Linked DNA regions of Mus musculus: all the other regions are linked to region 3. The links are chromatin contacts, called in public Hi-C, HiChIP or PLAC-seq and promoter capture Hi-C maps. All regions are on one chromosome and are shown on one strand. The core of a region is the stretch at or near the end of the contact, and the rest is flanking DNA. Distances in the headings are between cores, read along the strand shown.

The links. HiChIP or PLAC-seq counts read pairs in DNA pulled down with a chosen protein or histone mark. A called contact is a pair of places that touch in the nucleus more often than the background predicts. Capture Hi-C pulls out chosen DNA fragments and counts their contacts.
Region 1: a Hi-C map of Th1 cells shows a contact between it and region 3, with 3 times the contacts expected there. The contact joins the enhancer-like site here to the promoter of Nudt9 in region 3. A contact is called at or near these places in 3 of 39 promoter capture datasets (the C10 cell line, liver and pre-B cells), 7 of 484 Hi-C or Micro-C datasets (CD4 T cells, the G1E-ER4 cell line, Th1 cells and 3 more), 2 of 115 datasets of contacts at active chromatin or transcription factors (embryonic stem cells and pancreatic cancer cells) and 1 of 9 other capture datasets (adipose tissue).
Region 2: a contact with region 3 is called in a CTCF HiChIP or PLAC-seq map of the NIH/3T3 cell line, with 10 read pairs. The contact joins the enhancer-like site here to the promoter of Nudt9 in region 3. A contact is called at or near these places in 1 of 15 datasets of contacts at CTCF or cohesin (the NIH/3T3 cell line), 1 of 484 Hi-C or Micro-C datasets (the G1E-ER4 cell line) and 1 of 9 other capture datasets (liver).
Region 4: a FOXA1 HiChIP or PLAC-seq map of pancreatic cancer cells shows a contact between it and region 3. The contact joins the enhancer-like site here to the promoter of Nudt9 in region 3. A contact is called at or near these places in 2 of 39 promoter capture datasets (the HPC-7 cell line and fetal liver), 1 of 484 Hi-C or Micro-C datasets (CD8 T cells) and 2 of 115 datasets of contacts at active chromatin or transcription factors (embryonic stem cells and pancreatic cancer cells).
Region 5: a contact with region 3 is called in a FOXA1 HiChIP or PLAC-seq map of pancreatic cancer cells. The contact joins the enhancer-like site here to the promoter of Nudt9 in region 3. A contact is called at or near these places in 4 of 39 promoter capture datasets (the 3T3-L1 cell line, hippocampal neurons and maxillary cranial neural crest), 1 of 15 datasets of contacts at CTCF or cohesin (the NIH/3T3 cell line), 1 of 484 Hi-C or Micro-C datasets (myeloid progenitors), 4 of 115 datasets of contacts at active chromatin or transcription factors (the NIH/3T3 cell line, bone marrow-derived dendritic cells, embryonic stem cells and 1 more) and 1 of 9 other capture datasets (embryonic stem cells).
Region 6: a contact with region 3 is called in an HNF4G HiChIP or PLAC-seq map of pancreatic cancer cells. The contact joins the enhancer-like site here to the promoter of Nudt9 in region 3. A contact is called at or near these places in 1 of 15 datasets of contacts at CTCF or cohesin (the NIH/3T3 cell line), 1 of 484 Hi-C or Micro-C datasets (myeloid progenitors), 1 of 115 datasets of contacts at active chromatin or transcription factors (pancreatic cancer cells) and 1 of 9 other capture datasets (embryonic stem cells).
Region 7: a contact with region 3 is called in a promoter capture Hi-C map of pancreatic islet. The contact joins the promoter of 1700016H13Rik here to the promoter of Nudt9 in region 3. A contact is called at or near these places in 6 of 39 promoter capture datasets (the C10 cell line, embryonic stem cells, hematopoietic stem and progenitor cells and 3 more), 3 of 115 datasets of contacts at active chromatin or transcription factors (embryonic stem cells and thymic regulatory T cells) and 3 of 9 other capture datasets (adipose tissue, liver and pancreatic islet).

What each region holds. Positions count from the first base shown.
Region 1 is chr5:103,696,175-103,699,993 of GRCm38.p6, reverse strand. It overlaps a transcript of Aff1 not described here. Among named protein-coding and RNA genes, the nearest start is that of Gm25721, 40 kb to the right of the region's middle. Within about 2 kb of position 1,638, at least 67 of the 459 cell types and tissues checked have an H3K27ac peak or open chromatin away from gene starts, as enhancers often do. A contact at or near this core is called in Th1 cells, adipose tissue, pancreatic cancer cells and 2 more, where this site is marked.
Region 2 is chr5:103,776,318-103,780,357 of GRCm38.p6, reverse strand. The region is part of intron 1 of Aff1 (AF4/FMR2 family, member 1); the gene reads right to left. Among named protein-coding and RNA genes, the nearest start is that of Aff1, 24 kb to the right of the region's middle. Within about 2 kb of position 1,582, at least 210 of the 459 cell types and tissues checked have an H3K27ac peak or open chromatin away from gene starts, as enhancers often do. A contact at or near this core is called in the G1E-ER4 cell line, the NIH/3T3 cell line and liver, where this site is marked.
Region 3 is chr5:104,044,639-104,048,552 of GRCm38.p6, reverse strand. Nudt9 (nudix (nucleoside diphosphate linked moiety X)-type motif 9) reads right to left here and starts at 1,689. Exons shown (of 8, transcript NM_028794.4): 1 at 1,407-1,689. The coding sequence starts at 1,513. Mir5619 (microRNA 5619) reads right to left here and starts at 550; the gene lies at 490-550.
Region 4 is chr5:103,730,492-103,734,651 of GRCm38.p6, reverse strand. It overlaps a transcript of Aff1 not described here. Among named protein-coding and RNA genes, the nearest start is that of Aff1, 22 kb to the left of the region's middle. Within about 2 kb of position 2,186, at least 61 of the 459 cell types and tissues checked have an H3K27ac peak or open chromatin away from gene starts, as enhancers often do. A contact at or near this core is called in CD8 T cells and pancreatic cancer cells, where this site is marked.
Region 5 is chr5:104,398,390-104,402,560 of GRCm38.p6, reverse strand. No RefSeq gene overlaps it. Among named protein-coding and RNA genes, the nearest start is that of Spp1, 35 kb to the left of the region's middle. Within about 2 kb of position 2,835, at least 41 of the 459 cell types and tissues checked have an H3K27ac peak or open chromatin away from gene starts, as enhancers often do. A contact at or near this core is called in the NIH/3T3 cell line and pancreatic cancer cells, where this site is marked.
Region 6 is chr5:104,372,066-104,376,047 of GRCm38.p6, reverse strand. No RefSeq gene overlaps it. Among named protein-coding and RNA genes, the nearest start is that of Mepe, 49 kb to the right of the region's middle. Within about 2 kb of position 1,562, at least 64 of the 459 cell types and tissues checked have an H3K27ac peak or open chromatin away from gene starts, as enhancers often do. A contact at or near this core is called in the NIH/3T3 cell line and pancreatic cancer cells, where this site is marked.
Region 7 is chr5:103,654,081-103,658,304 of GRCm38.p6, reverse strand. 1700016H13Rik (RIKEN cDNA 1700016H13 gene) reads left to right here and starts at 2,581. Exons shown (of 4, transcript NM_028824.1): 1 at 2,581-2,860; 2 at 3,249-3,383. The coding sequence starts at 3,319. It overlaps Gm42138 (a long non-coding RNA gene), which reads right to left and starts at 2,608. Exons shown (of 3, transcript XR_880498.2): 1 at 2,183-2,608. It overlaps Gm25721 (a small nuclear RNA gene), which reads right to left and starts at 68; the gene lies at 1-68.

The DNA.
Region 1 (3,819 bases), core at 389-2,888, 350 kb after region 3:
CTCTGCTGTCACCCAGAGGTCTCCAGGCGGGTTAATTTGTTAGCTTGTAAGTAGGATAATATAACATCCTCACATTCCTTGACCAGAAGCGAATTGCTTTGCCCAGAGTCTGAGAAGTGGCAGGAGACACATTAAAGACGCATCAGCCTGCACATCCAGGGCAGAACCCTGGTGTTAAGCCGTTGCTATAAGCAGTGGTGCTGAACCTTGTTCCAGAAATAGAAGCAGCAACAGCTCCTGGTTACAAATGCAAATTCTGCACCAGCATTCGCAGACAGACCAGAAACAGTGACTGTGGCACTAATGGGGACATCTGTGGCTCTGAAGTATGTAACACCTAAATGACTGCATCAACACACACACACCCAACTTATCTCCCAGGCTGTAGGCAATGGTATGGGGAGGAGGACTTTACAAGGCATGAATTCTTGAAACCCACAAATACAGCTTCCATAAATTCTCGAAAGGGTTTTTTTCTAAATTAAAGAAGGCAGTTTATAGTCGGGCAGTGGTGGTGCACGCCTTTAATCCCAGCACTTGGGAGGCAGAGGCGGGCGGATTTCTGAGTTCGAGGCCAGCCTGGTCTATGGAGTGAGTTCCAGAACAGCCAGGGCTACACAGAGAAACCCTGTCTCAAAAAAACAAAAGAAAAAAAAAAAAAAAGGCAGTTTGTAAGGTGCAGAGGCCAGAGGATACCTTTGGGAGTGGTCCCTCAGGAGTCATCCACCTTGTTTTCGAGACTAGGTCTCTTACTTGATAAGTAGGTAGGCAGGAAGCCTGTCTCTACTCCACAACTCCAGGAAAGTGGCCTCATCTTTTACAATACTATATACTCAGCCCTTTTTGTTTGATTTATTATTTGTGTGGTTTTCATAAGACAGGATCTCACTATATAGTCCAGGCTGGCTTTGAACTCACAAGGACTCATCTGCCTATGGCTCTCAAGTCCTGAGATTAAAGATCTGTACCACAATGCCTAGCAGTATAATAATAAATAATAATAATAATAATAATAAAAGTCTTAACAAGTAACTTGGTAAGGCTACCCTTAAACTTGTCTCTCTTTTTTTGAGATCCAATTAGTTTTTATTTTATGTGTGTATTTGCTTTGCATGCGTGTGTCTGTGCAGGTGTCCTTGCCATGTCCTCGGAGGCCAGAAAAGGGTTTTGGATCCCCTGAAACTGCATTGTAAGCAACCACGTGGGAGCTAGTAATTGAACCTGGGTCATTTGTGAGATCAGTCAGTGCTCATAACCACTAAACCATCTCTCCAGCTCTTACCTTTGAACTTGTGATCCTCCTGTCTCTGTTTTCTGAACATCTGGAGTTACAAATCTGTACTACTGGTCTAGCTAAGATCCTCGGTACAGATCAATACAACTTGTCTGTTAAATGGGTTGACTTAATGTTTTCCATGTGCATAGTATATATTGTGGACATATAAATATATATCTGGGATGCTAGAAGAAAATGCTTACACCATAGTTGTGATGAGAATTACTTAGCCAAGGAGAAATACTATTTATATTTTAAGTCAAGCTGTAATTCTTGAAAAACAGGAAACCACATATCAACATAGCCAACAGAGTGTACCATGCTAGAAAGTGCACCAGGCTTTGAGTCAGAGGAGAGTTATTCAACTTCAGCCCAATTTCCTGACTTTAAAGGGGAAAACGAACTCAACTGAGAGCTACAATTAGGTGTGCGCGGTAGGTCACGGGAAGTAAGCACAGACATGCTCCCTGGGAGTGTACCTGATTGTTCTTGGAGGATCAGGGTTTTACCCCAATGTCATGCTTAGATCACTGTCTGGCACACAGAAGATGCTTTCTATTCAAGAAGTATCAGGAGTGAACAAGGTATTTCATAATGTTAGCTCCCTTCAGGCTCTGCTTGTCACAAAGCTCTTTCAGTAGGAAAAAGTCACTCTATCAAAAAAAAAAAAAAAACACTTAGTCATATTTAAAATGGGCCAGTTAATTTCAGAACATCAGCTGACTTTCTTCCCTGGAGAATACTACTAAAGGAGAGCTGTCCTGAAGCCTGAGAAAGAGGAGCTCCTATTAGCAACCCTGGCCATAGTCAATTCTGCAATGATACAACGTAAACACAATGAGTTGAGGGGATGGGGGGTAGGGGCTGCAGGGGCTGCAGAGGGTTGGGGAGGGTTGCCGGGAGGGCTTCAGGGACTACAGGGAGGGCTGCAGGGGCTGCAGGGGGGTCGGGGGGCTGCAGAGGGCTGCGGGGAGGGCTGCAGGGGCTGTGGGGTGCTGCAGAGGGCTGCAGGCACAGCTCAGCTTTGTGATAGAGTTCTTACCTAGCATGCACCAGGTCCATGGTTCACTTGCCAGACATGGTAGCCCAGGGCTGTACTTGGGGTTAAAGGCTGATAATCAGAAATCCAATGTCATCCTCGCCTACGTACAGAGTTTGTGGCCAGCTACACGAAACCCGATCTTAAAAAATGGGAGTGAGGATGGGGGTGGAGATGGCTTAGTGGGTAAGGTGGATTAATGAACAAGGATGAAGACCAACTTTCAAATCCCTCGAACTCAAGAAAAGCCAAGCGTGGACTCAGCGGTGCTGTGATCCCAGCCCTGTGAGGGATACAGACAAAAGGGCTGCTCGAGCCTGTCAGACGCCAGCCTAGCTCCAGAGTCAGGGGTAGACCCTGGCCTCCAGGGAATAAGGCAGGGAGTAGTAGAATAGGACACTTGATATCCTCTTCTGGCCTGTATATGAACACATGCAGGTGCTCACACTCACATCTATACATGCATATATACCACATATATGCACACACAGATAGTCATTAATAAAACAAAAAGCCATTCCGGGCCAGCCAGGGTTACACAGTAAGATCCTGTTCTTAGGGCTGTCGAGATGGCTCAGTGGTTAAGAGCACTGGCTGTTCTTTTTAGAGGTATGGAGTTTAATCCCCAACAACCACATGGCAGCTCCCGCTTGGAGGAGGAGGAGGAGGAGGAGGAGGAGGAGGAGGAGGAGGAGGAGGAGGAGGAAGATGAAGAAGATGAAGAAGAAGAAGAAGAAGAAGAAGAAGAAGAAGAAGATCTTGTCTCAAAGCCAAAACAACTAAAGCAGCAGCTAACACACTTCTGCAGCCTTAAGAGTGATGTCTTCGAGGTATGCCATCCCACGCAAATATAAATTAATTTTGTCTTTTATTTGTTTTTTTTGTGTAGCCCTGACTGTCCTGCAGCTGGCTCTGTAGACCAGGCTGGCCCTGAACTCAGAGAACTGCCCAATTTTGCCTCCCGATTTTGCTAAGATTAAAGATGTGTGTCACCACCACCACCACACCAGGTATTTAACTTTGCTTTTTAAATGTTAATTTATCTGGAGCCTGGGATGGTGGCACACACAGGAGGCAGAGGCAGGCAAATCTGTGAATTCTTGGCTAGCCTGGTCTACAAATAGAGTTATAGGACAGCCAGGGCTGTTACACAAAGGAACCCTGTCTTAAACAACAACAACAACAACAACCTTTTGTGTTGGAGGTGCCCATGGAGGCCAGATGGGGGTGTCATCTAGAGCTCTGAGGCCACTAGGAACCAAACCCAGGAACCACTGAGCCGGCTCTCCAGCCCCAGCTTTGGCTTTTAAAAAGTGAAAATATAGGACTATTTCAGGACTTGCACTTTCACATCCAACAAACTCCATGAGAAATTATGCAAATTTGATGCAAGAGGTAAGCAAGGAAGTCTTTCCACTTATCTTTCAAAAATAATAAAAATAAGCCAGGCGTGGTGGCACACGCCTTTGATCCCAGTTCTCAGGAGGCAGAGGCAGGAGGATTT
Region 2 (4,040 bases), core at 333-2,832, 270 kb after region 3:
AATCTCTCTCTCTCTCTCTCTCTCTCTCTCTCTCTCTCTCTCTCTTTCTCTCTCTCGTTTTCAATCAGACCTGACAAAGTAGAATTTCTTTAAAGACCCATTTTCCAATTTGGGAAAAAAAAAAAAAAAAAAAAAAAAGAGGCTCAATGACTGACTGACTGTCTCACAAAGCCCTGGAAATCCAAGCTTGGTTAGTGATGCAGCCTTACGCTCCCAGTCGCTGGGCTGAGTTACACAGGGCAGTGATGACTAAGGTGTGCTAGCTGTTAATCACTCTTAATTCCTTCGTTTCGAGGAGGTGCACGGCAACCCAGGTATTATCCCTACCAGCAGAACAATCTCGGAACCACAGAACGCATGACTGGTTCGGCTGATTCCACAAAGCCCTTACAGGAAGCTCCTTGAGAGGGGCCTCAACAGGCGCTTGCTCTTCCGTTTTCTAAACACTGAGCTGCATACAATCCTTCTTTAGATCCTTGTTAGATTTTACACACTTGGGGGTCACTGATCCCACAGTAACCTCTGCACTCACAAGTCATGTCTCATACACTAAAGACATCCACAGACAGGGATAACACTCAGCAACCACAGTCTGGCATCAGGATGCTCTGCATCCTGGAGAGTCAACAGAACACAAGGATATCTACAAGGATATCTACAAGTCCCCCCTGCCTCCAGAATACAGGCAAAGTTCATGACCCTTGCTCCTGCTGACTGTAAAGGGCAAGGAGGCTACTTTTGCCTTGGTATTGATGATCACAGACTCATGGTTGAGAAAGGGGGACATAGAATGTTTTGGGGCAGGGTGGGGGTGGAGGGAAACAAATAAAGACAAAATTGAGTCTTCAGAACCTTGAGCTGCCCTGAGTTTATTTAATCAACATCTGGACAGATACAGTTTAACGTGTCGACATTTTTCATAAAACCAATATGTGAAAAGTTTCCAAGCTATTGGGTGCTAGGGACAGAAACAAGGGCAGAAGACAAGTGTAAGTCAGGCGCTGCCAGGACCCTTGAGAGAGAGAGCACTTATGCTCCAACGCACAGAACACTGCATTGCAGAATAAACACAAGCCAGCCGACACTCTCACTGACAGAACTCCCCACACAAAACGGGTAAAAATTTAAAAAAAAAAAAAAATCCGAACGAACCTCTGGAAACCTAAAACACACAGGGTGTGCTGACTTTCAGAGAGGTGGTGAAAATGCTGAAAAATTCAGCTCCAATTCCTCACCTCTTCAGAGTACGGTGATTAAGTCAGCCCCATGCTGGGCCTGTCAGGGTGCATTTACTCAAAGGCTTCTCCTTGGGGGATGGAATGTGTCACCGAGGAGTTAAAGTACTGAGAAAACCCAACTCTGTAGGCATGGGGGCGGGGGTCCTCTCTTCTTCTTCCTTACCACTAATGAGGGAAGGAGTCAAAGAGGCTGGGGGGAGGGGGGGAGAGATGAGGAAGGCCTCAAGCCACACAAAGGCCCAAGCTGGGCTGGAGACATGGTGCAGCGTGCTGTGGTAAGGTCCACCTGAAGAGCCTTCTGCCAGGCCAGAGCTCAGAGCTCACAAGCCTTGTCACTAAACTAGGTTAGTCAATCAGGAATGCTGAATGCCATTCATGCTCCCATGGCAACCCAGGGCCCACGGGGCTGCCTGTGAACAGCTGACTACCCATTTATCACCCCTGACTGCTCACTCCGTGTATGCCTTTCTCTCAAAGATGTCACCAGCTCCCTCTAGAATTAATGCTCAAAGTTTTAACTCTCCTTTGGAGAGTACGGGGGAGGAGTATCTTCTTTCACGCGTCTCTCCTTGTAGCCAGAGAAGGAGAAAGAAATCAACCCACTGGGTTCTGACTCACTGATTTAGCTCTTTGCCGTCCTGCCCTGACCATACAAAACAACTTATAAGACTCACGGCTTCCAGCCACCTTGCCTTACGAAATAGGGTCCCTGTGTCACAAGTGGATAGAAGTGAAGGAACGGGATCGGCGGCTTCTGTCACGTGACTTTAGAGCACTGGAAACGGTTCTGCCTGGCTTACATTTGTCTTCTGTCCTTTGTTTCCATTCCAAAAGCTTGGGAACTTTTTCTTTCTTTCTTTCTTTCTTTTTCTTTTTTTTTTTTTTAACACATTGGCTTTAGGAAAAACTGTCACTGCATTTTAAAATTACATTAGTTTGCCATTAAACTGTATCTCTCCCAATGTTGCTTACAGAGGACAGCTCCGTGTTTTGGAGACAAAAATAAATGTTTCCAAACACAAGAGACTACTCCCCCCCCCCAGTTCCATGTGTATGAAAAGAATGTGCAAGAGGCTTTCTCATAATAAAAATCACTCAGCTAAAACTTCCATTCTTAATACTGCTCCCTTAACCTAAAACACACTACAAACAACAAGCTGAATCGGGGGGGGGGGGGGGGGGGGACTTGGTCCCCCAAACACTCAAACTGACACTTAAAAAAGCAATCGGGGGCCCCTCCAGAAGACAACAATGATTCTATCAGCTGTATTCCTGGGGCTGATCATCTGTGTTAGGACCCCACACCCACCTTCACACAATTTAAATCAGCCTTGAAAACACTGCTCAGGGAACCTCCTGGCCACTCACTCTCCTCTGAGAGTAACTACACTCGATAAAGAAATTTAAATTCTTGTTACGCATCATAAAGTCTCTTTTTCCATTCTGAGGCAGTTTGCATACCTGAGATGCATGTTACAAGTTTTAGACTGATACCGGCTCTAAGGAAACACCATGTTAATTCACCTTGCAGAAGAACCTGGCACATACTTCTACATAGGTTCTAACACACTTTACACTCTGTTAGGTTTCCCAGGAGACTAGGGTGACGTGGTTGAGTGACAATGTGGTTCCTGGAGCATTCTGTGTATATTCAGCTCTGTGCCTGGCATGGTAGTGCACAGCTTCAATATCTTCACTTGGGAGGCAAAGGCAGGCAGATCTCTGTGAGGCCAGGCTAGCCTGGTCTGCGGAGCAAGCTCTAGAGGAACCAGGACTACCAAGAGACTCAGGTTCAAAAACAGTTTTGTTGGAACATTTGCTTCACAAAAAAGATATTCATATACTATTTTAGCGGAGTCTCTCTCTCTCTCTCTCTCTCTCTCTCTCTCTCTCTCACACACACACACACACACACACACACACAGGGCAAAACAAAATGGAGTAAAGAAATATTGTGATCATTATTTTGCAAAGCTCTAAACAGTAGATCAGCCCCAAACTGTAATTCTAGATCCCTGTGTATGAAGAAGCAAAAGCTCACAGCCTGCAGTAAAACAGAGAAAAACACGATCCAAAGTCCAAGTGCCAGGGCTGGTGTTTTATGACACACTGACCGTTTCTCCTTGGAATACATGCAGATATATTTAGAGGGAAGATCTTATTAATCTACAGGTAGAGAAGCCTAATCACCCGCCTTTTTGTTAAGCTGGCTTATGGTGATGCACTACCCAGCAGAAACGAGAGACACAGATAGAAGAAAGGCTAGGTGTTCCAATACACAGCAGACAAAGCCTTCCACACATATCAATAAAGGGGGATGGGATAGAGAACAGGGCTGGAGCAATGGCCAAGCAATTAAAAGCACTGCATTAACAGGCTGTAACTCTAGTTCCAAGGAATACCTTTGCTTCCCTTGACACTGGGCACACACAAGGTGCACAGGGATACATGCAGGCAAAACACCCAGACACATAATTAATATATAATATATAACATATAACTTGTAATATGTATGTATGTATGTATATTAGGGCTAGAGAGATGGCTCAGCAATTGAGAATGCCCAACGCAGAAGACCAAGGTTTAGTTCCCAGCACCTACATGGCAGTTCACAACATCTGACACTTCAGTTCTAGGAAGCTACTCAGTGCCTTCTTCTGACCTCTGTAGGCACCTGACATGCACCCATACACATAGAGGAAGATAAATAAATCACGCACACGCGCGCGTGGACACACACACACACACACACACACACACAAGGAAGACTACCATGCAAATAAGAACAATTGCAGAAGCCAC
Region 3 (3,914 bases), core at 440-2,939:
TCATGTTCTCCTACATTTTTATATTTTATTTTTGATTACATGTGTGTGTTCATGCATGGGTCCTGCACAGGGGCGCAGAGCTGACAATGGAGCAGGAGTTTACACCTGACCTGGCAACCAAGAATGAACAGGGATCATCTTCCAGTCCATTCGAGCTCTTAACTGCTGAGCTATCTCTCCAGCCCCCTCTTCTGGCTCCTTCTGTTTCCTTTTAGATAGCCTTTTAAGATAGTCTAATTAGTGCTACCTACATAAACATGGGCATGGAAGGTGATCAGTGGATGAGGGGCCAAGCTCCTAAAGAAAACTGTAGTCACAAAACTCTTGAAGTTACACGTCTTTTGTTTCTCGACAGATGTTTTACAATCATCTGTCTAGACCAGCAGGCACTCAACAAACACTTGTTGACTTAGCTTTGGGTTTTTCTTTGGAATAAGCAGTTTCAGTTCTGGATATACTTCTTTAAGTGTTCCTTTCCCTGTCGTGCTAGAAATCACCAATGAGCTTTTCGTTGTTCTGGTAACAACCAACAAAAATGCCATTAGTGACTTCCAGAGAGCAGGAAGTTCTCCCCTCAGCAAGCCCCACTGAAGAAGGTGTATAAAGGGTGTTAACCCACACCAGCAGAAAGAGGACACTCTGATTGAGGGGTTTTAAGCACTGTCAGGAAAGCAGAAAGGGGATGGCACCGTGGGGCCTACAAACCACAGCAGAAGTAATTCTATTTTCAATGAGGTGAAGGAATATGTCACTCCTGTTTGGGAAGCCCACAGAAATTCCAAACTCGGTCTCACACGGAGCCCAAATTGCCAGGGAACTAACCTCTTTCCTCTTCGGAACCGAAAGCTTGGTGAGTTTGCCTCCTAGATAAAAGTCAAGCTTGAGGCGTGGGTGGTATGTGTTTTAAGGAAGACACTGGTGTCAGAGAACTTAACAGAACCAAACTTACAAACTTTCCAAGTCACTAGGAAATAAAGTTGCGGCCACCTCGCCCAGGAGAGAAGGGAAAGAACGAGGTTCCCAGTACTGAGGCACTTGTGCGCACACTTCATCTCCAGTCTACCCAAAAGCCAATAATCAGCGCCTTCCAGCGCACAGAAAACACTGTCTGCTACTCAGATTAACAGTATATATTAACAGTATATTCCATTATATGGACTCGGTATCACCTCTAGCACGGAGCAACACACCATAAATGCTCTTCAAACTCTGGTGATCTATGAATTAGCGTTGGCGCCTTATCTGGATGGGCAAATTAAAAAGTCAGAGATCGAGAAGGGTCCTTGCTATTGGCTTCCCAAAATCCAGTACTTCAGCACAGCCTACATAACCTCTGGAAAAGGAAGGAGGGGATCGCAGGTCCACCCGAGGTCTCGGAACCGCAGCCCGTCCTAGAATCGGGGTACCTGGGTGCGGGGACGGCGCGGCAGGCTGAGGACCGGACAGTCACTGACGCGAGGGCCACCGAGAGCGACACGGTGGCTACCGCCTGCCCCAGGGAGCGGCCGGCCATCGGCGCCTGGCGCCTGGCGCGCGGCCCGCGAGGGTTCGGAGGTGGCCGGCCTCGCCCGGAGCCCCGCCTTGAGCCCCGAACCTGCAGCCAGCGGGCACTAGGACCCGGCCGCGCTCCCCCAGCGCCGCTGGCCGGCGGCGCCAGCAGCCCCACGACGTACCCGACGCGCGACCGCGCTTTACGGCCACGCCGCAAACTAACCTGTGTGCCAGGCCTCTCCGTCTGCGCAGGCGAACTGGAGTGCCGCGGCGCGGCAGGACGCGGAGACCCAGAACCCTGAGGCTGAGCGGAAGGAGGGTCAGGGGCGACCACGTGCTTCCAGGAGAGGAGGGCCGTACGGAGGAGTCACGTGAGCCATGCGAGGTTTGAGAAGACGTAGGATGAGTCAGTGACGAGTCTTGAAACACCTTGGTTTGGTTTCCAGAAGCCAAGTAACTTGCTTTTCGAAACTTGCCCGCATACCGGATTCAGAGACCGCCTGTGAACAACAAAATGTGGGCGTCCCGCCGGTCACGTGATCAGGCCAGTCACGTGACCCCTAACCCTTAAGGAGGGAATCCCCCAACCCTGGAACGCAGCCTGGGCTCCCCAGAGCCCCCTTCACGGTGCTGTCCGTGGTGTTGGTGACTCTGATAAACCTCTTGTCCAAAAGGAAAGCCGGCCTCGGTTTCCCACTTTCGAACCCCAAAGCCAAAACTTACAGACAAGCTGTGAAAGTGGCACGCGGTCTGGATAATAACGAACGAAGGACTAAAGTTAGCCAGATTGAAAGTGGTAAAGCCAGGCGTGCATCGCGGCTTGCACTCCAGGTTTCATTCGTTTAATTGTTGATGAGACATATTCTAAGCCTATCATCAACTTTGGGCCTTGCAAAACACACCGTATGGCGTTGGCTCTTAAAGCCAGGCCAATCAAATACTAACAGTATCCTGAAATCCACAGCACTCTTGGGATGGGACAGCAAGAAAAAAGGACTGCACAGTAACACTTCAGGGCGTTGCCTTCGTGACTATACTACACCCCTTAAAATGCCCGCTTAGAAAAACTAAAAGTATGGGAAATTTCCTCCCCACCCCTGCCCAAACCTGGTGACAGATAGGCAGATCCCTGGAGCAAAGTAAAGATTATATTTTCTTTCTCTGCACTTTGGGGCATAAGCCTACCACCCCACAGTTTCCTGGAGATGTGGTAGACATGTCGTTGAGGTGTGAGCGAGCACTCAGGAAGATAAATCACCTTGGGCTCCAGCCCCTTCCAGAGATGGTTGTTTTCAGCTTGCTCCACTGCTCCTGTCATAAGAAACACGTTTGTTTCTACACACACACACACACACACGAACACCTTAGATCCTTCAGCACCATTCCCCGGCCTTCAAGATCCCTATTCTTTTTTTTTTATTTTGGTTTTTTTTTTTAATGAAACTAGAACCCAGTTCATAATGTAGGCTTTCCTACGGCAGCAGTAGCCAATAAAAATCTTTCCTTGTGACTTTAACTAGTATCCTCAAACAGGCTAGTGGTTTTGGTTTGGTTTTGTTTTGTTTTGTTTTAAGATTTACTTACTTATGTGGATGGACAGGGGTTTTGCCTGAGTATCTGTGCACCCCAAGTCTTTAGTGCCCGTATAGTCCAGAAGAGAACTTTAGATTCCTCAAGACTGGAGTTACAGGCGACTGTGCACTACCATATAGGTGCTAGGATTTGAACCCAGGTCCTCTGGAAGAGAAGCAAGCCAGTGCTCTTAACTGCTGAGCTGTCTCTGTAGCCCAGGCATTGTCTTTGGCAGCTCTTTCAGATAGCATTTTTCTTAAAGTATTGTTGATATAAAAAAGCATAGTTCACACCTTAAAGGATCTTAGTTTCTTCTGGAGCAAAATATGAATTCCTCTGGTCCCAGGAACACAGATTTTGGTTACCCCAGATATCATGTTATAAAGTTTCAATAGCAATAGCAATAGAACAAAATCCTAAATTAAGACATTTTAAATACATGAGTGGAAACATCAGGTAAGCCCAAGTTGCAGCAAATTAGTGAAATCTCTGATAAAGACCTCAGATGTTATCTGATCTTCTTTGGGATAGAGTCTGTTTATGCATTAAAATGGGATTTATATAATAGTCACAAGGAAGGCAGTAAATAGCTATTTAGATATTTTGACTCTAGACCTGCAACATTCCAACTCTTCACAGTCATTGATTTCTAATCAGTTAATCAACCCTATAGAATATTAATGTAGTTGTGACATTTTTCTAGGAATATCAGTTCAATGTGCATTTGAAAGCAGACCCTAGTAGTTTATGAATGTAAATTCCAGCTCTCTGGAAGCTGGGGCAGAAGGATCAGAAGTTCAAAGCCAGCCTGGCTACATACAAAACTTTGTCTCAAAAATTTTTGTATTTAA
Region 4 (4,160 bases), core at 937-3,436, 310 kb after region 3:
GCTTTCCCTGATCTGTGAGACGGGGTGTACCAGATTATTCATGCAGTAGAAGAATATGTTCCAGACTCTTCTTCCAGATCATCATCTGCTTCTCTCCCTTAGGCAGGAACTCAGGTCAGGTGACCACAAAGCCTTTCTGCAAATCCCCACCCACAATCCACCAGGACCTACTCTGGGCTTCCAACACAGTTTACAATCAACTATCTACCACAGTCACAAGATCAAGATTTTGTTTCCTTTGGTTGCCTTTTAAAGATAGACTTAAAACTGTTTCTCACTGTGCTAAGTTTACGTACACTCAGTGTTCTGGATAGAGGTGCAAAGCTCCTCTTGCCCTTTCTGCTCCAGGAAAGGCTTTTGTCTTCCCTGAGTTCACCTTAAAAACTATCCATAAAGTTAACAAATTCACCTCTTGTGAGCCTCAGGAAACCCTCTCCGACCTACCTCCCCTAGGTCAAATGGACTTCATCCAGATAAGTACCCGTCAATCAACACCCTAAATTCCCCATCTGTTGCCTATTCCAGAGGATGGGATTTCCCTTCTCCCACCAATTCCCTGGTTTTTGGACTCCCCTCCCCCAACCATCAAGAACATGAGCCTAAGGGTTACAAATATATACCTAAGATATAAGTTTTCTCCCAAGCCCGCTTAACTTTATTTTCTGTCTCCGATAAGTCAAAAATCTATATCCAGGACAGCTCCAAAGAAGCAACCCAGAAGCGATCCAGACTACTCTCCCAGAAGAGTCTAGTGGGCCAGCACTTTCCTAGCTGTAGATGGTCCCACAGACCCTGGACAGCAATGAAACAGCCAACTCTCTTCCAGGATTTAACCAACATTCCAATTTTCTTAGGTTTCCCTAAGACAACTGTTGCCCCAAAATCAGCAGGAAACAATTAAAGAGCACACTCCATTCCTGCCCCACCAATCACCCCTTTGTAGTTTATTTTATGTATATGAGTGCCCGGCCTGAATGTACAGCTGTGTGCCTGAAGAGGGCATCAGATCCCATTACAGATGGTTGTGAACCACCAATGTGGTTGCTGGGAATTGAACTCAAGACCTCTGAAAGATCGGTTTTCTTTCTTTCTTTTTTTTTTTTTTAAGATTTATTTATTATTATATCTAAGTACACTGTAGTTGTCTTCAGATGCACCAGAAGTGGGTGTCAGATCTCATTATGGATGATTGTGAGCCACCATGTGGTTGCTGGGATTTGAACTCCGGACCTTTGGAAGAGCAGTCGGTGCTCTTAACCACTGAGCCATCTCTCCAGCCCCCAAGATCAGTTTTCTTCTTAACTGTTGAGCCATCTCTCCAGCCCCTATTTCATTTTTAATTAAACAAAAATGGAGGAATGTTGGCAATTCCTCTAGACTCTGCTCATTAGTTACCTAGCAACGGCTTGCCTCTCTGACTACCAGGTTCTAGCCACAAGTTAGGCATAAAAGAAGACTGTTCTTCTAAATCTATGTCTGTCTCTCTCTCTCTCTCTCTCTCTCTCTCTCTCTCTCTCTCTCTCTTTGTTCCCACATATTTCCAGATGTTCTTTTCTTCTCTCTCTCTCTTTCTGTCCTTCTCTGTACCCACCCCCTTACATTTCTCTGGTTCTGCCTGTTTTCCAACTCCCCTTCCACTCCCCCAATAAGCTTCCAGCATGGTGGTCATTCCTTAGAACACCTTGGCCAGGCTGCTAAGGTGCTCTTTCCCACCCTTTTACAAAACACAAGAGTGACCTCCGGGAACACAGAACCAGCCCCAACCCTGGAATGGTTTCCTTCTTCTACTTCTGTTTTCTCTGTAAAGTCAGAGGGAAGTATGACTCCCATACACTGAAAGGGGGTTTCCCCACGGCCTAAGACAGCCAAGGCATGCTCAGACATGTTGCCTCTCTGGAATCAATCTAGTGGCCTCCATGTCCTGTTAACAATTCTCCTACAGACCCTCGATGCCCTACCAACCCTGGGCCCAGGGACCTGGGGTCCCTTCCTCAATGCGATCTCTAGTCTCACAGTTTGCTGCTTCCTTGCCCATGTGACACTCTACCCCACCTGCAGAGCTACTGAGAGGTGGTAGCACTTTTACGAAATGGGACCTAAAGTTGGGAAGGTCCCTGGGTGTGCCCTTAAAGGGGATATTGGATCAAGTCTCCATCTGCCTCTCCCTCACCCCCTCTGTTGGATTTCCAGCCAACATGGGGTGAGTAAGTCTCCTATGTGTACATAATGAACCAACCATGACTGTCATAAGGGTCAAACCACCATGCGGTGAAACCTCTGCGATCAAGAGCTGAAACAAGCTTCTCCTTTGGGGTTTTATCAGTGACAATACAGTAACTGAATAACATTCCCATTTTCTAAAGGGAGTAGAAGAATAACCACTTAGCCTTTGACATTTATTAAATAACATCTGTGAATGTGTGCGCACATGTTGATGTATAGATGTGCACTTGGCACTGGAAATGGAACCCAGTGTAATAATATTTAGTTGAGTAGCATCATAAATTTACCTATGAAGCAAATCTCTAGCCACAGCTTAAAAACATACAATTATTGACTTTGAATATATAAATGGGGGAGGGGTTATTATATTGAACAACTTGAATGACTCTACTCCCAAACCCACACGTTTATCTAGAATGAAATAATATTTGTTTTGCTTGTTTTTCAAGATAAAATTTCCCAGTGTAGCCCTGGCTATCCTGAAACTTATTTTCATAGATTCCCCCTGCCTCTGCCTCCTGGATGCAGTGTTTAAAAGGGTGCATCATCACACCTGGTGGATAAAAATTATCTTGTTTCTGGTAAAAAATAGGATCCTTTCATTTTCAATTTGTAGACTTTCAAGCACAGGGTGTGATCTTAAATATTTACCTATAAGAACCCCAGGAATCCCAGGCCAGCCCAGAACTAGCAGAGAATGGCCTGTGGCTCCTGCTACCACCCCAGGAGAACCACCACACCCAGTTTATACAATGTTAGGAATGAAACTCAGGGCTGTGTGCATTTGAGACAGGCACTCTGCTAACCCAGCTACATTCTAACCATAGCCCCTTTTAAAGGAAAAGAACCCATGTATGCATGACTGTTTGCCTGCGTGAGTGCAGTCTATGGAGGCCGGAGATGGTGCATCCTTTTGGAGTTGGTGTTCCAGGCAGTTATGACCTGGTGTGGGCTCTGGGAACCGAACTCTTGATTCTGAAAGAGCAGCGAGTGTTCTCAACTGCTGAGCCATGTTCCCAGAATCCACTCTTCTGCTGAAGGACTGATCTGTCTTTCACTGAAGGAAGGATGACTTAGGCCAAGACTTCACCCTCCCATCAAGATGTTAGGTTTCACACACACGCTATGGCTGAGTCAGAGATACTGCAAACTATGGGAGGAACAAAGCAGGTGACCATGGTCCCATATCAGACCCAGCACAACACACATGATCTCCTCCTCCTCCCTCCCAAATGGCTCACCTCTCTTTTTCTTTACAATTCTGGAAGCAATTATAAGACTATACTCTGGCTCTGGCCACAGTAGCATCTGTCTTTATCTTACTCAGCTCTGTTTTCTCCTTAGGGAAATGGACCCACCTAACCAGCACCAACACCTGTGTGGACTCAAGAGCTGGACCCAAAGTGTGTCCTCAGCCATGTGGTACACAGACTACCAACCACCAGGGGGGATCAACCTCAGATTCTCCAGTGGCCGACATCCATTCCAGAGCTGCCTTCCTGATTAATGTAGCAGTTGCTCCCCCTCTGCTGTCCCCAGCAATGATTCCAGAACAGGATGTTGCTCATAAATCTCTCCCGGTAGCTTACCTACCACCCACTGGCCAGCTTGTTTTAACAAGAGTAGTTCATTCCCACCTCCCTCAGTATAAAGCCCTCTGAAAGGTCACCAAAGTTCTGTTCCTAAGATCCTTGCCCGTCATAGGAACTGAGTGTAAAGAAAACACCATATCTCAGTAAGGATGACTATAAAAATTCTACAACGTACTATGAAGGAATGCCCATTTATATCTTGACATCTTCTAAATCCAGGCATTTTAAAAAATAAAGGGGGGGGGTTGCACGGTGGACACCTGTAATCTGAGCACTTGGAAGGAAGAAGCAAAGGGGAATAGGAATTAAAGGTCAACTTTGGCAAAGTTTGGGACCATCCTGGGC
Region 5 (4,171 bases), core at 1,586-4,085, 350 kb before region 3:
AATTGTTTTGTTTTGTTTTCAAAATGGATGCAATCATGGGAAAGTGAAATAAACTATGTACATTTATTTATGATCTCCAAAAACTTTGTAACTTATAAGCAAGCCAGGCACCAGCTTTCATTCCATATGTAATCATTAAGCCTATACCAGGGCACACACTTTATATCAAATCTGCCTTTTTGCATACTAAAGACAGACAGAAGACATTCACTCAAATGGAGGCTCTCCTGCAGCTGGGAGTGCCCCAGGAACACAGACTGTAATGTACTGAATGGATGTTTCGGGCCCAGAGCCCCTCTTTGTTGTATTTTCTGCCACACACAGGCTTCATTGCTCTTCTCACAAGACTGATGCTTCCCAAAGTTTGTGACACACAAAGCCAGGCTGTGCTCTATTCTGTGGTGTGGGACATGTCTGTCTCGTTTAAAATGAGGAAGAAAAAGAATGAAGAAGAATAAGGGAAATCAGGTATGAAGGAAAGAGAGGGAAGAAGGGAAGAAAGAATAAGAGAGGGGGAGAGGAGGAGGGGAGGGAAGGAGGAGGAGAGGGGAGAGAGGGAAGAGGAGAGGGGAGAGAGGGAAGAGGAGAGGGGAGAGAAGGAAGAGGAGAGGGGAGAGAGGGAAGGAAGAGGGGACTGAGAGAAGGAGGAGGAGAGGAAGAGAAGAGGGGATGGAGGAGGGAAGAGGGAGGAAGAGAGGAAGGAAGAGAGGGAGGGAGGAGGGGAGGGAGGGAGAAGAAGAGGGGATGAGGGAGGGATGAGGGGAGGGAGGGAAGGAGGAAGAGAGGGAAGGAGGAGGGAAGGGAGGGAGAACATATTGGTGCAGCATATGAACATAAGCGTAATATTGGGCTTATTTATATTGTTTGGGCATAGAGTGTAGTGTCTCATAATTGCAAGATGAAAAATGAATATCATTTAAAACTTAAAACAACAGAAACTTCCAAAACAGAAAAGGATCTATACAGTTGCAATGAATTGTAGTCATTATTATGTTGAAATGTCTGTATTTAACTAACTATAACTTTAACATTTTCTTCATCTCTGAAATAACTATACCTGCGTATTTTATACAACAACTTTAATAGTTATTTTTAGTTTTGCTTGCTGATGTATTCATTGTACCTGCATGTGGTTTCACAATGTGTTCCTGCAGACATGCAGTATGTCTTGGCCATACCTCCCTCAGCATGCTCTTTAATGCCCACATCTCTCTTCTTTTGTTTGTATCCTTCATCCCATGACAGTTTTCTTCCTACTTCCATGTCACATATACATATATACACTCTGTAATTAAGATCCACAAACGAGAGAAAATGTGATAGTTGTCTTCCTGAATCTGATTGAGTTACTTTAAAATGGCAATCACCAGTTGTATCTATTTCCCTGAAATGACATAAGTTCATCCTTACGGATGAACCAACTCCCACGTGTATATATACCACACTTTCTTCCTTTGTTCCTCTGTTGGTGGACAGATGCTCGTTCTGGGACTTGGCTATCATGAACAGTGCTCTTCCCGCATCTGTGCGAGCATCTCTGTGATCCGCTGACTCACTCACTGTTCTGCAGGGAAAGTGGGAGCTGCGGTGAGCTGTCATGTCTGTTTATTAGCCAATGTAACTGAATGCAGATAGAAAGTCAATAAGTTACTATAGTAAAACACATTAATATATGTCTTGGCTAACAATTTCTGACCTTACACTTTTTTTCAGCTAAAATTTAGAGCTGGAATTGGGCCATTGGTTTCCAAATACCATCTGGATCAGTGTTAATTTTGGAGAAAATTCTACTAATCTGCAATAAAGATCATATTTGGGTTACCTTCTGAGGTATGTGAGATATATATATATATATATATATATATATATATATATATATATATATATATTTTGATTTTCCATTTATATCGACACATGGGCATGATACATATTTATATCACACCACTTGATGCTTTATGACATCTGTATGATGTATTTATCAGATCAGGTAACTGGCACAGCATCACCTTGGATATTTATTTCTTCAGTTACCCTGCTGTGTTGTAGGATATTACAAGTCATTCTTGCCCAATTGTACCCTACTAAATTCTGTAATATGTTTATTGTGTGTGTGTGTGTGCCTGTGAGTATGCATGTATGCCTCTCTGTATATATGTGCACCTGTGTGTGTGTGCCTGTGAGGTGGGAGGAGAGAGAGAGAGAGAGAGAGAGAGAGAGAGAGAGAGAGAAAATGCCATGGCATACATGTAGAGGTCAGAGGACAATTTGCAAATGTCCATTTTTTGAATTAAAGTTAGGTCATCAGTCTGGTATTAAACAGCCTTCCCAGTTGAGCCCTTCATTGGTTGGTCCATGCTGCATCCCTTTGTGCATTATCCATCCTCTGTCCACCTCTTGCTCCCAATGTATTTCCCTCAGGCTATCTCATTAAACCACACTCATCCATTTTCTTTTGGGGTGGGGCTGATCACAGTGACGTTTTGTTTTGCCTTACTTTTAAAAAGATATTCTGGGGAAAAAAATGGAGCTAACAGCTTTAGTTACTGAAACTTGAGAGTGTTTACCAATTCTTATAGTTTAAAAATAACACCCTGGGGCTGCTGCTTTAGCTGGTCACCCATCAGATGGGAAAATCAAATAAATGATAGGGGCTCAGAGCAGAAAATCATTGACCCAAAGAATCCCAAGGGCAAAAACAGAAAAGAAAAGAAAGGACATGGACACAAAGAAGTAACTGTGTTTCAAAAGATGGTGCCCAATGATTAACAGTGCCTGCTGTTCTCCCTGCTCAACACAACCAGTTTGGTAGCGAGTCATAAAACCCAGTTCCCAGCTGTACCACGGATCCTGCAGCCTTGATTCCCGGTAGAAGTTAACATTTAACACGACCTTACTTGGATCTTGACATTTTTCTCAGGTTAGATAAAAACCATTATTTATTTAAGTCTATTTTAGTTGTCTCATTTTTAATGAGTAATGAATCAGTGGAAGCAGAAAGTAGGGCTGTGGAAGGAGGTGGGGCATTTTTTTTTTGTCCTTTTTAGATCAAGTAGCTTTATGCTCTCATATCTAGACAGCGCGGCAGCTACACATGCTTTGAAAATCCGCTTGCCCCACACCACTGCTTAACCATTTATCTCATAAACCACTAAGTAGTAAAATAACAATGAACAGCCCTGGGGCAGGTGACTCTTCAAGAAATAGGAGGTGAAATTGTTACTATGTCTCGCTCACAAGCTCCTGGCCGGTGCACATAAACAAAGAGCTGGGACCCAGGGCTCAAATCAGTTTGGGTGGCTGCAGCTCAGTAATCAGACATTCATTTCCTGTCATGACACATAGGAGAATTTCATACCATATGCATATGGACGCTTGTGTTTTCAAAGGAGGATTTATAAAGAGCTTCCACTTTATTATGTCTTACTGAAAAGATTTAAGTAGAATTTAAGCTATTTTCCCAAGCTACAGTATATCTGCCTTTATTTGCAACATCAAACTTTGGAGGTATTCCAAGTATTTTCCAGTAAGGAATTGGTGATACCAGAGTACCTCTGTGAGAGGGACTTTACTTTGTTTGGTGGGCTATGCTTCTGAATGACTTTTGTCATTTGTGGGTCTAGACATGGACCAGCAAAATATAGTCAATCTTCATTTAAAAACTGCAAGCATCTTCTTCTCTTTCATTAGCGATTCCTTATCTTCTTACTGGGCTTCTGTTTCTGGATGTGTGCAATTTAGGTTTTGATATATCTCCTTTCCCTTTTGAAATGCAGATGGTGGAAGATATAGACTTAATTCCTTCACTCCCTTACCGTCCATGCTCTCCATCCGTGTGTTTGTCCATAAGCGTGACAGTCACACTTAGATTCAGGGAACAAATGGACTCACTGCTTAGAACAGGGGCTGTAGAACCAGTGGTCCATGCTAAATGATGTCTTTGTCCAGATCTTTTTTTTTTTGTTGTTGTTGTTGTTTACCTCAGCTCCTGTCCTGTTCGCTGTGATGAAGTTGCAGGGCACTTTCAGCCAAGGACACTTCCACAGAGGTGAGCAGAGTTCAGAGACTCAGGGGACATTGAGATCAAAGAGAGTCACACATCTATGCTCTGGCTGCCACAGCATTCAGGAAGCAGGTTACAAGAGTGGTTCAACTTTATCATCATTCAGGAAAA
Region 6 (3,982 bases), core at 313-2,812, 330 kb before region 3:
GGTTGGAACGACCAGGGACTAAGCCAACAGAGTTGACCAGAGCGAGTGGGGCTGACTGGAGTGAGAAGAGGTCCTAAATACAATTCCCAACAACCACATGAAGGCTCACATCCATCTGTACAGCTACAGTGTACTCATATACATAAAAAAATTAAATAAATAAATCTTAAAAAAAACCCCAAGAACCAAAAAAAACTCTTGTCAGGAACTAGTTCAAATAACTGCTTAGAGTGTTATACTCTTAAAAAGAAAGTTCTAGTGACTTTGGAAGGAGTGGGCTCGGGTCTACTGACTTGCTGTAGAGTCTCCTGTGTATTATTTAATTTTCTATAATGTGGCAGCTAGTCTTGTTAGTTGAAAACAGTGTATTCTTGGATAGTGTATTCCTGGATAGATCACGCCAAGCCAGCACAGTTCTCACCAGAGAGGTCCTTTATTGAAAGAGAAGCAAGGAAGAGAAAAAGAGAGAGATGGGTTGGGGTCCATGTCTTTTATCCGAGAGGTAGGTAAACTCAGGTGTTGACAAGGGCAGGTGATGCAAGTAAGGCATGCTGGAGGGTGGGTGGGGGTGTGTGGGATGGTTGCCATGGCAATGGATGCAGGAATGTCCTGTAGTCTAGGGATGATGTCATCTCTGGATTAAGAGGCTGGCTGTAAACAGCTTCTGAAGCTAATGAGTCTTCCTTGACTAAAGCTAGCAATTTCCTGTGGGACCCAAGCAAGTTATTAGTCGCTACTTTCTTAACTGCTAATTGGCTGCAACTATTATCCCTACTTGATGGTATTGCTGTCCCAAGAGGGAATGGGTAATTGACGTAAGGCTTTAACCCAATACTTGATGCATAAAACAAATGATCTATGAGCATGGATGGTGATTGCTGGTAATATGAGCAGTTTCCTCTGGTCTGAGCCAACACTCATTCATGCTTTTGATAAGGATACAAATTCTGGGGTTCAAATTGCGGTCAACCTTTTTTTCCTGCTGCTTTCAAACTGTTTAACTTTAGCCGAATGACTCACCTTTCCTGTGCCTCAGTTTACCCACATGCAAAGGCAGAGTGATGAGGACTCCTATCTCACAGAATGTTTGGTAGATTAAATAACATAATTCACACAAAGACCTTGATAGAACGTCAGGTACAGTGTTGCTCCTTCTCTGCCTGTTTGCTTCATTTCACTTTCTGGTCATGGGACTGTCACTAGTCTAAACAGAACCATTATTCTGAAAGAATCGCCTCTGCCAGGGGTCCAGGAAACATTTAAATGCTTACAAGACTGAGAAAGACTTGCAGGTCAATCAGTCAAGTCCAGAGTATCTAACTCTCTTAGATAAATATTTTGCTGAAACCAAAAAATTACACGTTTAGGCTAAAGAAGAATTCATGAGGAGGGGAACAGAGAAATTCTCGGGAATGTCCACACAAATAGACAAGGATGTGGCTTGCTACATCACATACAGAGGTGAGCTTTCCTGACCTTCTGGCTGGCTCTAGGCAGCTCTGAGTCAGAGCCATGCCCTCCCCTGTCCCTGCCCAAGGCCACTTCATAGGCAAGTGCGAGTCCCCAGACAGTTCCCGGGATGCAATGACCTTGCGATCTCACGGCTCCACTAGCAGGAATATGATATTGTGAAAGCAACTCCCACACAGGAAATTGGATATTTGGCGCCTTGCCCTGACTTCCATCCTGATTTACCAGCTGACCTTGGGCAAGCCATTGCTTTTGCTCCAGTTCTGTGAAGTGTAAAATAGAAAGAATAATGTACATTTCTCCAAATTCATGGGCTTATCACCAAGACTGAACATATACAGAAGTCACTTAAAAATTGTAAATATTTTCATCCATTTATGTTAGCATAAGAGAGCAAAGGGGTATGTATGCATGGACAGGAATGTACAGTATGTAAGGACAGGAAAACTTGAGAGTAAGTTCCCTCTGACCCCTGTTGACCTTGAGCCTTGCATAACTCCCTTGCTCTTTCTGAATCCTAGTTTCTTTAGTTAAGGAGGTATGTATGCATGCAATTTCAGGTAAAAATATGATTGCTAATGTTCCTGACAGACTTCCTTAGTGTTACTTTGCCCTTCTCCCTCTCCCTCCTCGCTCCCCCTATCCCAAATAAAGTGCTCTCCAGTATGCCCTCCTCATTGTACAGTGCCGCCCTCCTCACTGCACGGTGCCCCTTCCTCACTGCATGGTGCCCCCTCCTCACTGCATGGTGCCATCCTCCTCACTGCATGGTGCCATCCTCCTCACTGCACAGTGCCACCCTCTTCACTGCATGGTGCCACCCTCCTCACTGCACGTGCCCCCTCCTCACTGCATGGTGCCCCCTTTACTTTCCTGGTACCTGTGCTTACTCCAGCTTAATGTTCTCATATGAAGATTTGGAGCTAGGGATTACAGGTGAAAGAGATGTAGCATTTGCCTCTGGGCATACATATACATATACATATACATATATCACATACATATACATCATATACATATACACATACACATCCATACATACACACATATACACATACACACACACATACACATACACATACACACACACACACAAATACACATACACATACATATACAGTTTAAGTGATGTTGTTCTACTTGGGTTGATAACCATTTATATACACACACACACACACATACACACACACACATACACATACACACACACACACACATACACATACACATACACATACACATACACATACACATACATATACAGTTTAAGTGATGTTGTTCTACTTGGGTTGATAACAATTTATACACACACACACACACACACACACACACACACACACGCACGCACGCACATGCACACACCAAGAACCATTAGCAGCAACCCCATTGGAATTGTTGGTCAGAGGGACTCCCCAAACAATACAAGCTATTGTTATTGCCCTTGCTTGCTTCCCAGAGGTTGAAGTCCCTATTGCTGAAAACACCATTCACCTCAGACCCAGGCCTTGAGGAGCTGAGTGGGATCTGACCTGGGAGTCTATTCCCTGAGGACTAGATCTCATAGAACTGCAGGGTGTAATGCAAGCTGCCAAGGTGGTAAACCAAGTAAGAGTCCTACCTAGCCAGGATGCCTGTGAGCTACAACAGTGTCCAGCGTAGTATGATACCCCTAATGGTGAAATAGAGGCTAGTGGTACAGAACAATTAATCATGGGGTGCTTAGCCCCAGTTGATACATCTAAAATGCAGTTCCTGAACCTAAGGCCCAAGGCTCATGGTAGGAGAGGAGGCAGAAAGACTGTAAGAGCCAAAGGACCAGGGAATTAATTTTCCTAGAAATAACAGGGCATCTTCACCCATGATACTGCAATAAGACAGCTGCTTAAACAAGACTTGAGCAGCACAACACCAATAGACATGCTAACACAGAAGAGGCAAATGTCATGGGGCCCCACCCATAAACAAGGAATGCTGAGAAGGAGAGAAATAGTTTTTCTCAGGGAAGAAAACATTTCATTGCTTATTCAATACTAAGTGGTCAGCCCTGAAATTATATAATACAAGTAACACTAACACTATGTGGACTGTGTCTCATATACACACACACACACACACACACACACACACACTCATATATATATATACATACACACACACTCATATACACACACACACACACACACACATATATATATACCCACACACATACACACACACACACATATGTATATGTTGCAAATATATATGTGTGTTGCTAGTATATATACATATGTGTGTATTTGTGTGTGTGTATGTTTGTGTGTGTGTGTGTGTGTGTGAGAGACTGTAACAAAAAAATAAGAGGCCATGAATTTAAGAGAGAATTGGGGGTGGGAAGGAGATGGAAAGGATTAGAGGAAAGGGAAGAGGGAAAAGATTATAATTATATTAAAAAACAAAATGAATAAATAATGTATAATAATTACTATTTCTTATGTTGTTTGTGAGTAACAGTGAGATGGAAGTTCTACAA
Region 7 (4,224 bases), core at 1,332-3,831, 390 kb after region 3:
ACACTGGATAAGCCTCACCCTGGGAAAACCACCCTGAAATCATGGTATCTCCTCTGCCCGGTAAGCACTTAGTATTAATCTTAATTATGAAATGAGGCGGGGTTGTGAGATGGCTCAGGGATTAAAGGCTTGCAGCCAAGCCTGATGACCTGAGTTTAGTCCTTAGGACCTGAGTGATGTGCAAGGAGAGAACTGGTTCTTACAAGCTTGTGACTTGCACACTCAGGTCACAGCATGTGTATTCCCAAACACAGGCAAACGCACGCACGCACGCACACACACACACACACACACACACACACACACACACACAAGCATACATACACAAACACACACATACACATACATACACACATATACAAACACACACACACATATACACACACATACACATGTATCACACATACACACATATACACATATACACACATATACAAACACACATACACACATATACACACATACACACATATACAAACACACACACATACACACACATATACACACACATACACATATATCACACACACAGAAATGCAAGTTTAAAAATAAAAAAAGAAGGCAGTGGTGGTGCACGCCTTTAATCCCAGCACTAGGGAGGTAGAGGCAGGTGGATTTCTGAGTTCTCAAATCCAGCCTGGTCTACACAGAGAAACCCTGTCTCGAAACCCCCTCTCCCCCAAAAAGGGGGTGGGGGTGGGGGTGAGGGCTGGAGAGATGGCTCATCAGGTAAGAGCACTGACTGCTCTTCCAAAGGTCCTGAGTTCAAATCCCAGCAACCACATGGTGGCTCACAATCATCCATAATGAGATCTGACTTCCTCTTCAGGAGTGTCTGAAGGCAGTTACAGTCTACTTATATATAATGAATAAATAAATTAATCTTTTTTTAAAAAAGAATTTCTTTTAAAAAATAAAATAAAAAGTTTTTTTTTCTATAAAGAGTACTCTTCTCACAATAAGACATGGTATATGCAATATAATCTGCTGTATAAACTTTACTCCAACAGTTAATGGATTAAACCAATGAACATTATATTTGTTGTTGAGACAGGGTCTCATGTCGTTTAGTCTACTATTGGCTCTGTGGCTAAGAATAGGCTCAACATTCTGATCCTCCTGCCTCTACCTCCCAAATGCTGGGCATGCACACATATGCCACCACAAGAGCCACTTTGGTGCTGAGTATTGTAACCAGATGGCCCCTGGGTTCAGTTGAACTAGATTCTAAATCTGTTTTATTTTCTAACAACCAGAAATCCTGGAGCTGTTGAGTTGATGGTTCTAGCTTTGGGTCTCTATGGAGTTTCAGTCAAGACTGTGTATGTATGTGCACTCCATGCATGCCTGGTGCCTTCGGAGTTCAGAAGAGGGTGCTGCACACCCAGGAGTCTGAGTTGTTGATGGCTGTGAGCCACCACACGGGTGCTTGGAACCAAACTAAGGCTGGTGGGCACATTGCAGTCTCCATCTATGCTAACTGAAATCAAATCGGGCTGAACTCTCCTACACTGGTCACATAATCCATGGTGGGGGGCTTCACCCCTGTGGCACAGACATTCCCCATTTGGACTACAGACACAATGAATCGGGCTTCTATACATTCTAGTTTCTTGTAGGCACAGAAGTACCTTCTACAGATAAGCCAGCTCCGCAGTTGCTGGCGGACATCCCATCATGCAGCTCGTCCCGTAACTTCCCACAACTTTTATTTTTTCTTTTTCTTTTGGAAAATGGAGGAAGCCCGGACATGTTTTCCGGGACATTCTAGGCTCAGTGATAGATCACTATCCTGCTCTGCGTGTGTGTGTGTGTGTGTGTGTGTGTGTGTGTGTGTGTGTGTGTGTGTGTGTGTGTGCGTGTGTGTGTTCATTCTTTGCGCTAGGAGAATTTGCTAGGCAGGGCGGATGGTACTTTCCTGTAGCTCCAGCCTAGCACTTGGGAAGCTGAAATAGATTTGCTGCAAGTCTGAAGCAAGCCTGGGCTACATAGTGGTTCTAGGCCAGTCTGGACTGTTTCAACAAAAACAGAAAAGAACAGCGACAGGTAGAGGGATCAGAGTATTTAACCTTAAAAGCTCGCCCTGAATTCACTATAAATGGAGGAGTTTCATTCCTTCCCTCTCAACAGAACCCTCTGTTTCATAGCGTTGATACTAAACTCACAATGATATAACCCTTACCTCGGGCTAGAAGCTCTCAGGCCTAGTCTTTAGTTCTCATAACCCGTGAAACATACACATATGATAGCCTCTTTGCTTTATGACGTCATTTAGGCTCGACGGAGGGACACAGGGAATGTCCTGGTGTTAGCAAGGGACAACTCTAGCAAAACCCTCCCGCATAGTGCCACGGTTTGCTTGGGACCCTAAGAGGTGCCTACATGAACAGGAACACGGAGCTGTCGCTGGATCCTCGAGAGTGGGCGTGGGACAATGACTGTCACCCACTGGGGCGAAGTGACTCCCATTAGGCAGGCTGGATCTGCGCCCCGCGCGCACACAAAGCCCTTTATTGAGGCACCGGGTGACGCAGGGTAGGCGCCGGGTGAGCGCCTGATGAGCCCCGCACCTGAGCAATCAGGCGCACCAGCAAGCAGGAGCACGAGCAAGCAAGCCGGCGCAAGTCGGCGGCTGGGCCGCTGCGAGTGCGCGGCCATGTGCACCTAGCGCGAGCTGCCCTGGGTCGGGGGCGCGGCCAGGGTGCGGCTGACCTGTGGGGTACAGGGGTTCCGGGAGCAGCACGGGCTGGAAGGGCGAGGCCGGCACTCGCTACCGCGCCCTAGCCGGTTCTGTCTGGAACTGAGAGCAGGAAAGGGCCGTGCCCTTAGGTAGCCAGCGCACCCCTGGGGTTCCATGCCGGTGAGGCTGGGTCGTTGTCCCCACCACAACCACTAGGGCGCGCAGCTACGAGACCAGGCGACGGGACTCAGGAGTACTCAATGACCGCCTACCGTGCCTGGGTGCGGGGGTGGGGGGGGTGGGGGGTGGGGGGGGGTGGGGTGGGGGTTACCAACTGCAGTCTTGCTCCGGATGACCCTCGCCTGGCTTTCCCTCACCTTAGACTCTTACTGAACTGATTGAGCGACTTCCTGGAAATGAACAGAACTAGCTCGTATGTTCATGGTTCAGGTCCAGTGAATGTTTATGATTCTTGACAGCCCTAAATGCTTTCTCCTAGCCTTTGATTATTTGGCCATAAAACTATTCAAATGAGAGCTGTTAATTAGGCCTGTCGCTGTTCTTTCAGGCAAAGTGCAAACAGCGGTGCAGATGTTACATCAGGCTCCTATGTAAGGAAACCACTGTGATCATTTGTCATGGCGTATGGCTTGCCAAGAAGGAACACAGTACAAACCATTTTGAAGGGCAGCTGTTATAAAGTGTAAGTACACACATACACACACATACACACACACACACACATTACCATGGCTGGAGCTTGCAACAGGGGCTGGGCACTTCTGTTCGCATTGTTACTGGAGTATATGGAAGCACTTGAATGGATCTAGATTTTGTCTTAAAAAGACTAGTTGAAAATTATTTTTATTTTGTTTGTACCTGCCTCTGTATTCACACTGCATTTGAGCAGGTGCCCATGAAGACCAAAAGACTGTGTCGGATCCGCTGGTATTGAAGTTACAGGTGTTACAGCGTCTCTCTGTAGATGCTGGCAACCAAACCTAGGTCCTATTTGCAAAAGCTGTTTGTGCTCTTAATGGGTGATCCATCTTTCCAGCTTCCTGAATGGTACTTTTGTAAGAATATATGAACAGGGGTTAGAGACGAAGCTCATGGATTAAGAGCTCTTGCAAAGGACCTGAGATTGGTTTCCTGCAACCTCCCACAAGGTGGCTCACAACCGTCCCTAACTCCGGTTTTATTAGATCTGTCGCCCCCTTCTGGACCAAATGGGCACAAAGCATGCGTGAAATAGACATATATGCAAGCAAAACACCTACATAAAATAATCTGAAAAGTTAAAATGTGCACTCAGGGGAGGGAAGGATTTAGTCAGCTTCATTTCCAGGATGCTTTTAGATTACACGTCATCACTGAAGGAAAGCAGGGCAGAAGCTTGAAGCAGAAACCACGGAGAAACGCTGCTAGCTGGCAAGCTCACAGGCTTACGCTCAGCTAGCCTTATCCCAGATCACCTTCCAGGTAGTGGCACAGCCTGCAGCGGGCTGGGCCCCATTCCCCACAGATGATATGGCCAGAGGCCT